Regions from separate parts of the Rattus norvegicus genome. Here all the other regions are linked to region 3. The links are chromatin contacts, called in public Hi-C maps. All regions are on one chromosome and are shown on one strand. Each heading gives the region's core, a stretch centred on a gene start, on an enhancer-like site or on the middle of the called end of the contact. The rest is flanking DNA. Distances are from core to core; before and after follow the strand shown. Region 1 overlaps Arhgap26 (Rho GTPase activating protein 26). Region 2 overlaps Arhgap26 (Rho GTPase activating protein 26). Region 3 holds the start of Nr3c1 (nuclear receptor subfamily 3, group C, member 1).

What was found. Hi-C and Micro-C count contacts between places; a contact is called where the count stands out from the background.
Region 1: a Hi-C map of psoas muscle shows a contact between it and region 3, with 3 times the contacts expected there. The contact joins the enhancer-like site here to the promoter of Nr3c1 in region 3. A contact is called at or near these places in 4 of 12 Hi-C or Micro-C datasets (the A7r5 cell line, frontal cortex, mammary epithelial cells and 1 more).
Region 2: a contact with region 3 is called in a Hi-C map of liver, with 10 times the contacts expected there. The contact joins the enhancer-like site here to the promoter of Nr3c1 in region 3. A contact is called at or near these places in 8 of 12 Hi-C or Micro-C datasets (the A7r5 cell line, the Rat2 cell line, Schwann cells and 4 more).

Annotation. Positions count from the first base shown.
Region 1 is chr18:31,400,696-31,404,350 of GRCr8, forward strand. The region is part of intron 19 of Arhgap26 (Rho GTPase activating protein 26); the gene reads left to right. Among named protein-coding and RNA genes, the nearest start is that of Nr3c1, 210 kb to the right of the region's middle. Within about 2 kb of position 1,451, at least 5 of the 93 cell types and tissues checked have an H3K27ac peak or open chromatin away from gene starts, as enhancers often do.
Region 2 is chr18:31,476,552-31,480,179 of GRCr8, forward strand. The region is part of intron 22 of Arhgap26 (Rho GTPase activating protein 26); the gene reads left to right. Among named protein-coding and RNA genes, the nearest start is that of Nr3c1, 140 kb to the right of the region's middle. Within about 2 kb of position 2,355, at least 1 of the 93 cell types and tissues checked has an H3K27ac peak or open chromatin away from gene starts, as enhancers often do. A contact at or near this core is called in liver, where this site is marked.
Region 3 is chr18:31,612,056-31,615,316 of GRCr8, forward strand. It overlaps Nr3c1 (nuclear receptor subfamily 3, group C, member 1), which reads right to left and starts at 1,384. Exons shown (of 9, transcript NM_012576.3): 1 at 979-1,384.

The DNA of each region.
Region 1 (3,655 bases), core at 201-2,700, 210 kb before region 3:
TTCTGCTTACTCTTACTCTTCTCTGTGTTGACACCTTAAAATTCTTAGAATTAATTACCGAATTAAAGAATTACTTCCTCTGTGATTCAAGAAGAAGAGTACAGTCATATTTCAATTTTTGTGACAAGAAACGTGTGTCCTAGCAGTTGGGAGGCAGAAGCAACAGGGGAGGATTTCTTTAAGTCTCAAGCTAGCCTCATCCACATAAAATGAACCATGCTAGCCACAGCTACACAGCACAAACCAGCCTCAAAACAAAGAAGAAGCAGTTAATCCATCACTGGAGGGAAGGTCTCACGATCTATTGGAGGTCAGCCAGTATTGGCTTTCCTACCAGCTTTACCACAGGAGAGAGCTTTTGCCTCCTTCCTCCTCAGTTTATTTGTAGGAGGAATAATAGTGCTCACCCTAGAGGGCAGACCTGAGGATTAACAAAATTAGTCATTACAGCACCTGACACAAGACAAGGCCAGTCCCAACACTCAACTGACATTTACATGATGCCTTCATGGTCTCGGGACATGAGAAAAAGGCCTGGTCTGTAAGGAGCTCAGCTTGAGTGCTTCCAACAGTGATGTTCACAGGGAAGTGTGTATCATGTCCTGTCAGAAAGCTCCAGATTGCCCCAGTGGGAAGGCTGCCCCCATGGATGAGTATGGATGACTTTTAGTAAGCCTCAGTCTCATATTCTGGCTGGTTAGGGATCGTGGTTTCCCCAAGTCTCAGCTTGTTGCAGAGATCAGGGACTGGGCCTGTTCTGTAAGCAGAGATGTATGCAGTGTAAGAATTGAGGCCTTGAGCTCTGCTGGACGGCTTAGGGCTACTATGAAAATTAACACGTGTCTGGTGTGCCAGCAGCAGGATGGGTCATCAGGGGACACTTGAATGGTGACGATGACTCCTATGACTATGAAGACTGACCTCTGTGAGCAGAGGCACAGAGAGGACAGCTACCCTCTTACCTTAGGAAGGAAAGGGCTCATATCTGCATTGTATCGTGTTGTTTTCTCTCTCAAGGTTTGTATACTTTTATATTGAAAAGTAAAGGCCTCTTTCTTACCATAATTCATAAAAACAAACGTTTTCTGCCCTTGAAACCTCATTGCACTTAAAGATGTTTTGATTTCCCATAGTAAGGCCACACCTTAGGAGTTAGCACCGTTTGGATTGTATTGAATACTTTGCTTTCATAAGTAAAGTTACTGTTATCATTCTTACATTTAAATTTGTTCCTGTCTGCTCAGGTCATTTCCTTTGTATCAGTTCCTAAGCGTAGCCCATGTTCTTGAACATCTGGTGGGGGTGTGGGTGGGGGGCAGCATTCTCTCCATAGTCTGCTGAGAACTTGGGCTCCTCTGCGTGTACTAGGGAACACTTGGAACAGGACTGACCTCATCCCCATCTGCTGAGGGAATAAGGCATCAGGCTACAGGGTAATGTGCTTCTCAGGTTTCCAGGAGTGCCCGGTCAACTGAGGTTTCCTGCTAAGCAGTATGCAGTGCAGCCGGGGACAAGGCAGGCTGTGTCGGTCATTTCCCCAGGCTTCAGGTAGTGCTGGGCTGTGGTCAGCCTAGAGTGGCAGCAGCCTTGGACCCGGTCCTGAAGCACACTTTACAGCATTGAGGGCAGGAGAGGGAGATGAGGTGAAAATCAATTAGATCTTTGACTGAGATTAGTGTTTATCTCAGGAGGCAGAAGTCAAAGTTAAGGACGTGTGAAAGTAGGCCTGTCTAAGCCATAGAACGGGCTGCTGTGTGCTGGTGTAGACAATGAAGCAATAGAGCTTCCTCCCAGTGACAGGAACTAGGGTTGCGATCTCCAGCTGCTTGGATACTAGTAGAAGGTCTAGCTTCTCTGAAAGGCATTTCAGTAGGAAACTGCGTGTGCATGTATATATTTGTATCTATGTCTGTGTGTGCATTGTTTGGCTGGCGTATGTGAATATAAAACTATGCATATTTTATAGTAAAAATAAAGCATTTGGGCACTTATTTTCTTCTGAGAAATGGAATGGTGACAGGCTGCTGTGGGAAGCTAAGCAGGGACTTCAGAGTAGACGGTGAAAGGAGGTATGGGCCAGGAGATGGGAAGTTTTGATGTAATTGTGTTTTCTAGTCACTGTCACCAAAAACTATAAAGTTTTTGTACACTTCACCCTCCTTTTTGTTCACTTTATTGACAAAGGCAGAATGCTTTGTCAAAGCAACCTGTGGAGCAAAAGCACAGGTAAGGAGTATACAGGCCATCCGTGAGAGCAGTTTGTATATTTCCTTAGAATCACATCCTTCAAATTATCTCGTCACAAACCTAGCTCAGTTCCTCCCAAATTTCAATCATTTATACCAATCTCCTCTTACTGTTTGGGCCACACCCAGAGTATTAGTGCGTACTGCTTGTTTAACACATTTTAAATTGATCTTAAAGCAACTCACTTATTTGCACAGCCTCAACTCTGGTTTTTGACCTGCCTGAAAACATGAATTTTGATGTACATATTACATTTTCCTGTACTATATGGTAAGACAAGTTCCTAGCTACTAAGTTAAAAGTATTCCTCTTCATTCCATCTCAGAATTACTTGTGGACCACCTGCAGAAAATGTCAAGTTCACAGACCTGGCTCCCTCTCAATTTTGACCCACTCTAGGCTTCCCTCTTAATTTGTGCACGTGGCTAGAGTTGAGCTCAGATGTTGACAGTGGACACTCACTGTTCGTCTGACATATGTTTGTTGTGACCCCTGTCTGTCACAGAGCCTGTACTGTTTGAAGGCTCACGCTAGGTGAACATAAACATACAGTATGTGCACATGCATGCATACCTCACCTTTGTTAAACACTGGGCAAGTCCTGCATAGGGAAGCTCATCTCCTCCTCTGTCTGTCTGTCTCTCTGATCTCTTTAGAGCTCTGTTACACTCCCATTTCTCCTTCATAGTACCTGCAGTTTGATAACAGTTGGGCAGCCCTTCTGCTGTCTGCAGGTGAGGTACTTGGTAGGAAGATTCAGAAACCATCCTCTGAGGTTCCAGTTATTTTCAGTAGATCATCACCTCTCTTTCAGGGTCTTGGTCCACAGACATTGAGATCCAGTTTCTCTCTCTTAGGGGTAAATCCGTACCAGTGCCTGTGGCCTTATGTCATCATCATTGGCCTCCTTTTGAAAGTCACATTGAGAGTTCATAGGTCTGGCCCTGTCTTTCCGTCTTCACCTCTGACTCATGGAAGTGTCCTGAGCACTAGATGGAGCTCATAGACATGCAGCTCATTTTCCAGGAGGAGTTTTTCCTTCAGCGTGGGTGGACTCGTCATACTCCCAGCCACCCATACGTGACTTAGGGCACCCATTTTTTGAATGAGTGAAGTCTTCTTCAGCTTGAATTTTATCCTCACATAAAGCTGCACTGATGAGGACAGTGACCTCTGCAGGCTGAGGAGCCAGGAAGTTTCTACTGCCCTGATGTAGGTGGAGAATTGGGTCAGTCTGAAGGCTTAGGCAGTACATGGTAGAAGTGGGGTAGGGCTGACATGGGAATAGACTCTGATATGAAAGCTCTGCAAAAGAACAAAGGGGCTGGTAAGATTGAGAAGCCATTGTACCTGCACATGCAAGCCATCAGAAAACCACTGGATGTTGTAGTGAGAAGGAGAGGTTCTA
Region 2 (3,628 bases), core at 1,105-3,604, 130 kb before region 3:
GTGACACTCCATAAACCTGGAGTCAGGACCTGCTTGGTACACCATTATTCTGTGTGCTTTCTGTCTTTGTAGTAAGAAGTGAAGCCATAGCTTGGCACAATTTTTACCTAAGAGGAAAATCTGCATTCCTGCGCAAACAGCAAGTTTGTGTGACAGCTGTTTTCCATGGGTGAAGCTCTTCAGGGTTACAAGCAGTAAGTTCTATTGGCTTCAAAGGAAGCCAAGAAAGCAGCTTTGCCTGCTTCCAGAACCCGGACATTTGCTCTGGCTACTCCTTGCCTTCATGTGGGGTGAAGACAAAGGGCATGCCAATCTGGCTGGGCAGCCCTGCCTGGCCTGAGACCTGCCTCTCCTATATGACTGAAAACCAGCAGAGGTGGAGGCGGTCGAGGTGCCAACACAGCACAGGAGAGCCTGAACCCTAGAGCCAGGCCACAGTACCTGTCCCAGCCTGACCATTTGCTCTGATGTGACCTAAAGCAATGGCATCACTTCACAGTGACCTATTTCTCTTCTCTATCCCAGAAGCTAATACCTTACAGGGCATGATGGAAGGACATCAAGCTAATATACAGTGTGTATAAAATGTCACTTAACGCATAGGAGACATTCAGCATGTTTCCTCATTTATTGTCAGGATCTTATGTCTGTTTTAGAAAAAGACTGTGGCACTATGATCTGTAAGCAAGGACAGCTTTACCCTTTGACTAACACGGTCTCAGCTTGACTGTCTATCAGCTAGCCATAGGTACTGTTTATATTGTTGGAGTGGGCCATCCAATCTAGAGTTCCTGGCACCAGGTGTATCCCACACCCTGTATTCTGCCCACCTATTAGTCAGGCATGAGTAGACAGAGTGGGAAACACAGTACATGGCGCAGATAGATCCCCAGCCTGGGCCTCCTGGGCCACCAGCAATTGGGACAACTGTATGTGTCCTGATTAGCCTAAGGTCCACCTCGATGCTTCCCCAAGTCCAGAATACTGTCCTAAAGTATTGGCTCTGTTGACTTTCTTCTTGGAGCTTTAATAATCAGAGCATATGAAATGGCTGGTGCAGCCACCTCTCCTGCCAGCAGCTGATGCTTGCAAGTCTAGCAGACTGACATGTCTAACAGGTCAGCTGAAGACTGTGCCGAACCATGTCATGGTCAGTGTGCCCTGCACAGAGCAGCTGTGCACCACCAGTACATGGTGCAGGTTCCCCAGCAGACAAATCAGAGTGGGCATCACTGCTGGAGCAGCTGTACCCCTGTCACGGGTGAGCGGTATATTCAGAGTTATTCGACTCTCGCCATTCTTTAATTCCAGGATAACACACACGCACACTCACACGTGTACACACGTATACACACATACATACACACACACACCCCACACATACACACACATGTGCAATCATGCTAGTTTCCCCCTAAACTTTCTCTATACAGCCCAAGGGAACTACCTAACCTATATTCTGTCTCCAAATATTGGCCTGTTTTAGGCTTTGGGCATTTCATACAAATACAATTATATAATTTGTGGTCTTTGAAACAGAATTTTCTTTTTTTTTACATGATGTTTTTTCCCATTAATCCATGTTGTAACATGTATCTGCACTTTATTTCTTTTTATGGCCAAGTAGTATCTCATTGTGTGGCTGCACCACCTTTTACCTGAACATCCACAGGTAGCTGCTGGGGTATCTGGATGGCTCTTTCTTTTTTCCGCTGTTAAAAATGATATTCTGTTGACATTCATGTTTGAGTGTTTTAAAAACGAGTTCTCCTGGGATTGCTGGATCGCATGGTAACTCCATATTTACTGTTTGAGGAAATGCCAGGCTATTTTTACAAGGAGCTTGTACCCCTTTGCATTCCCCTCCTTTCATTTTTAAGTTTCCTTTCAGAACAACAAGAAGTCAGGCAAGCACCACCATGATTTTTACTTCCCAGTGGGGTGCTCTGCTCAGCGGTTCTGGAGAACCACTGCCACCTCCTGCTGCCACTCCTGACGCCACCAGGGAACCACCACAAACCCTGTAAAGACACACATAGTAAGAGTGGTTCCCTTCCCACAGGCTCCTGCGATCTCCAGGAACCCTGCACAGTTCTCTTATGCTGCCATTGTGTGCATGCATGTGACTGTGGACATGCTCATGCCATGATACACACGTGGAGGTCATAGAACAACATGTCTGGAGTCAGTTCCTTCCACCTTTTTGTGACACAGCATCTCTCTTGTTTCTGCTGTGTGCTCCAGACTCCAGTCTGGCCTCCAGCCAGTTCTCCCTGCCTCCCACCTTACCTGGCACACCACTGGCTTTAATAGAGGTGCTGGGGTTCAAACACAGGTCATCAGGTTTGCACTGCGTGATTGTCCTTTGAGCTATATCCCTGGCCCTGGACAGATGCTAATCCACTTTCTAGACTGCTTTGCCTGGTGATATTTCACTGGGTCCTATTGTAGAGGAAAAATTTCTTTTCACTCTGTTGGAGAAATCAGTCATCCTAGAAGGAAATAATGACAGTAGGTAAAATGACCATTTTCTGTTGCTCCTATATTGACTCTGGAGAGCTGAGGTAAAGCCTTTGTCAGTAGCCTGGATTTTCTCTGCAGCTGTCGCATTTAAGGTTCCTACTGACAGGTTTTGAACACGTATGCCGCTGTCATGTGTGTGCTTTCTGTGTGGGATAAGGAAGGAAAGGAAAGGGTGTGGAGGTGAAAGTCCAAGGTTTCATAACATTAATCTCTCTGCCTTGGGATTTCAGGGCCCAAACTTTGACTCTGGAGTGGTGCTTAGTCAGCTCCTGGCCTCTGTGTAGCAGGGGATAGATATGTAATACTGGGAAATATTTCCAGTGTCAGCTCTTGCCAATCTACCAGGAAACTGCCCGCTCCAGCAGCACCTTAGACGGTAACTGGAAAGAGAAGTAATTTGTGTTCTCAGGAATATCATTCATCTGGAAGCAATATGATCAGCGGTACCCAGAAAAATCACATGGTGGTAGCCAAAATTGGATTCCTGGGATACTCTTTTCAAGTTTTGAGATGAGAGTCTGGGAGACAGATCAGTATGTGTAACCCAGTTGTCCTGTGGGTCCTCGGGCCTAGCACCCTGGGCCAGAGCAAATGTGGTAGAGGATCTGTAATCAGTGCTGGGGAGACAGAGACAGGCGGCTGCTTGTTAGCATCTTCTCTAACCGAATTCATGGGCTCCGGGTTTGATGGGAGACACTGTCTCAGGAAATAAGATGGAGGAAGACCGTGGAAGGCGCCAATACTGAACTGTGGCTTCTACACACACTTGCACATGTGTGTGCACACATCTCCCTTCACACAGCACAGCTTCAGAGCACATCTCCACAAACTTCCAGTCAACTGCCGCTTCTGTAATTAAGGTTTTATTGGCGCACAGCCACCCACGGTTTTGTTTTTACGTTTTCTATACTTGGCCATACACTGTGGCTCTTTATACGGAGCTTACAGACCACTGTTCTGAGGGCATATCTCGCTTTCTGTGTCTTAGGGCCTTATATCTGCTCTAAGCACTCCTGGCTGATACCATGAGAACCTTTGGGTTGTAACTTTCTGAGTTCCTTCCCTCTACCCAATTTTTCCCCTTCCCTCTCCTTTCTCTCTCTCT
Region 3 (3,261 bases), core at 134-2,633:
TCTCAGAACCCCGGTCGGTCCTATGCCTTTGATAAGGATCTCTAAATGTAAGATATCTAATAGACCTTAAAGAATTTTCAGACCTGCTTTTTTGACAACTGCCCCTTCCAGCCCGAAACCGTAACACTTCATAAAACAAGATGCTCCCTTAAGCGACATTTATCCCCCAGTTAAAACTGTAAATAACCCTGTGACATTAGTCACACGAACCTTGCCCAGGGTCTTAAGTGGTAAGGCTGCAATTACCGAGGCTGCAACCTCAAATGTCAAAGTAGCACTTGTCAAAAAAAAAAAAAAAAAATCGCTGCATCAAAAACTGCGGCTAGGGAGGGTCTCTTTCTAAAAGGGGACCACTCAGAAAAGTCAGGCGCGAAATCATGCCCCAAAGCTAGCGCCCAAGTTGTCGGGGGTGGGGTTGGGGGAGAAGGAGGGAGAAAGGTGGGAGGTGAAGGGAGAAATGTGTCCAGACCTGTTGAGTTCTCTGCGGCACGCCCACTTCTAGCAGATAAGGCCGGGCGGGCGAAGTCTGGGCTGCAGGCTGTGAGCCCCAATCCACCCTACAAGCCCGCAGCCCGGAGCCGCGCGCCCTGAGCCCGCCGGTCCCAGACGGCGCTCTACCTTGCCCCCCGGGAAAAGCGGGTGTCTCGGCGGCTCCGAGGACAGCGAAGACCCGAGGGCTTGCGGCAAAAGCAAAACCAAAAAGGACGCCAGACTCCCGCCCGGGCGCCCGAGGCTCCACGGCGGGGCAGCGCGCTGGGCCAGGGATGGCGGTGCGGGGAGAGGAAGCGCCAGCGCTGTCACCGCCAAGGCCCTTTCGTCACCGTCACCCTGCCCTCGCCAGCCTCCACCCCCAACCCCGGGCTGGCAAAAGTTTGCCAAGTCCGGCCGCCCCGGCTGCCGAGCCCCTAGGGGAGCGCGCCCAGTCCGGCTCACCTCAGCGCGGGCGCCCGCTCGCCCGCTCGCCCAGCCCCCGCTCACCTCAGCACCCGCGCGCTCGCCCGCTCGCGGCTCCCACCGCAGCCAGATAAACAAGTCGGCGTGCGGACGCGGGAGGCGCGCGTGTCACGGAGAAGGAAGTCAACAGTCGCCCCCTCTTCTCCATGGGGGAGGGGAGAGCCCCTAGCGCTGAAAGTCACCCGTTCCCGGCTGACAAGCCGGGCCCCCGCGCCGCTCCCGTCTCCCGCGCGCGTCCCCCGTCCCGGCGCCGCGCCGCCCGGCTGCGGCGTCTTGTTCCACCCACTTAGAATCCGTCCCCGACGGGCGGGCGGCGACTCGGGCTCCAGGCACTGACTCGAGCTCGCAAAATGGAGGAGGCGGAGGGGAGGGGGGGGAGCGCGGACACGCGAAAGGGCCGCCCGGCCGCGGCAGGCGAGCGGGACCGAGCGAGGGGCGGGCGGAGGCGGCGCCACGGCGCGCACACACTCGCACACACGCGCTCCCACTCCACCCCCGGCCGCTCCCCGCCCGAGGGGCCGCGCGGCGGCCGCGGGGAACGGTGCAACCTGTTGGCGACTGTCGGCAACTGCAAGGGCGCCCGTGGCCCTCGCCCTCTTTTCTCCCAGCGCGCGGTACCCGCCAGCCCGGCCCCGACGGCGCCTGCAAGCCCGCGGCTCAGGGCATCGCCTCGCTGGGGCGCGCGCGGCTTCGCCTTTCCCCACCCAAGGAACGAGAAAAAGTGCGGCAGCGGGTGCCGACCTGGCCTGGGAGGGAAACCGAGTTTCTTTAGTTTCTCTTCTCCCAGGCTCCCTCCCGCCCCCGCCCAGCTCCGAGGCTTGGAACCGCTCGGGAGCCCGCCCCGTGGGTCGGCAGCCAGAGCCCCCGAGGGTGACAGCCAGCCGGCAGAGCCGCAGGGGTGGTCCGCGCCCGCCAACTGCGGAGTTGCGCGAAGTGTGTCACACTAGCAGAGGGGCTACAGGATGGCACGGAAACGGTGCCGCAGAGCCCTGGCCGCTTGCTCTCGGGGCAGGACTGCAGACACGCCCTCTGGGGAGGCCTGGGGAGGGGAGCGCAGAGGAGAGGGTCAGCGCATACATACTGTGAGCCCGGGGGGGGACTCGCGTGCCGCCAGGTCCCCCACCCCCGCAGCGTCTGGGCGGCCCCGTCTGCAGCCGCCGCCGCCGCCGCCGCGCGCGCGCTCGCTCGCAACCGGGAGAAGTTGCAAAGCAGAACCCACCCTCCCCCGCGCCCCGATCGTCCCCCACCCTCTTCCCCGAGTCTGAGAGGCGGCGGCGGCGGCGGCAGCAGGAGGCGCCGCCTGCCAAGTTCAACCCCCACCGCTCCCTCCCCGCCTGCCAGCGCGCTCACACTCGGAGGAAGTTGCATGCCGAATGCAAAACCCTCTCAGAGAGCTGGGTTTCTTTGCACTTAAAAAAAAAATTGTGATTAAGGAAGCCTTGCGGGGCGGGAGGGGGTGTGTGCAGGCCTAGAAGCAAGTTGCAGACCGAATAGTAAGTTGCTGCTGAAGTCCGCCCTCCTCTTACCCAAACTCCTGACCTCTCCTTCCACCCCCTTCGGGGCCAGCATCCAAGCTCCCCGCGGAGGCCCCTCCCCCGAATCTTGACATTTGCTGCTCCAGGCTCGGTGCCTTGCTCAGCTTTCTGGGTTCCAGGGACCCCTCTGTCCCTCCAAATAAAACAAAAACATGCATCTTTAAAACGTCAGCTTTTAGCTCCGTCCAGCTGTGCCCAATACGAGTCCCCGGGTCTCCAAGAGAAACACATGGCCGGTCCCCCTAGGACAGGAAAGGGGCGTAGGGTGACTGTGCGGCCGCGCAGTACCTGCCCCTCGGGTGTCCTCTGTGTTAGGCAGGCTGGGGCGACGCCGGGACCGTGCCCCTCTACCTCATGCCATAGGCTAGGATTTGGGGGACTCCGGGAAAGGTGTTACGGTGTTGCTTTGGGGTGCAAGGAAGTAACTTTTGCTCCCCCACAGGTGCCAGCGCTTGGCACTTCTGATTAGAGCGGAGGTGGCCATGACTCCACCTCATGCCCTCCCGCGGCGGGCGGCAGAAGCGGCTCGCGCCGCACTTCGACTCCAAGGGCGGTCTCCTCTGCCTGACCTCTTGGAGATCCCTGATTGGGGAAGCGCGTGCCGGAAGTCCCTCGCCGCCATCTTGGTAAAGAGCAGTGACGCCGCACGGTCACCATCTTGGCAAAGGTGCTCTTTGGCGTCAAACCCGAGTCGTTCTTTCTTGGATGAAAAGCTTAAAGGCTGCCCAATGTATCGTCCGCTTTGCACGGGGAGAACGTGACTGTAAGCGGG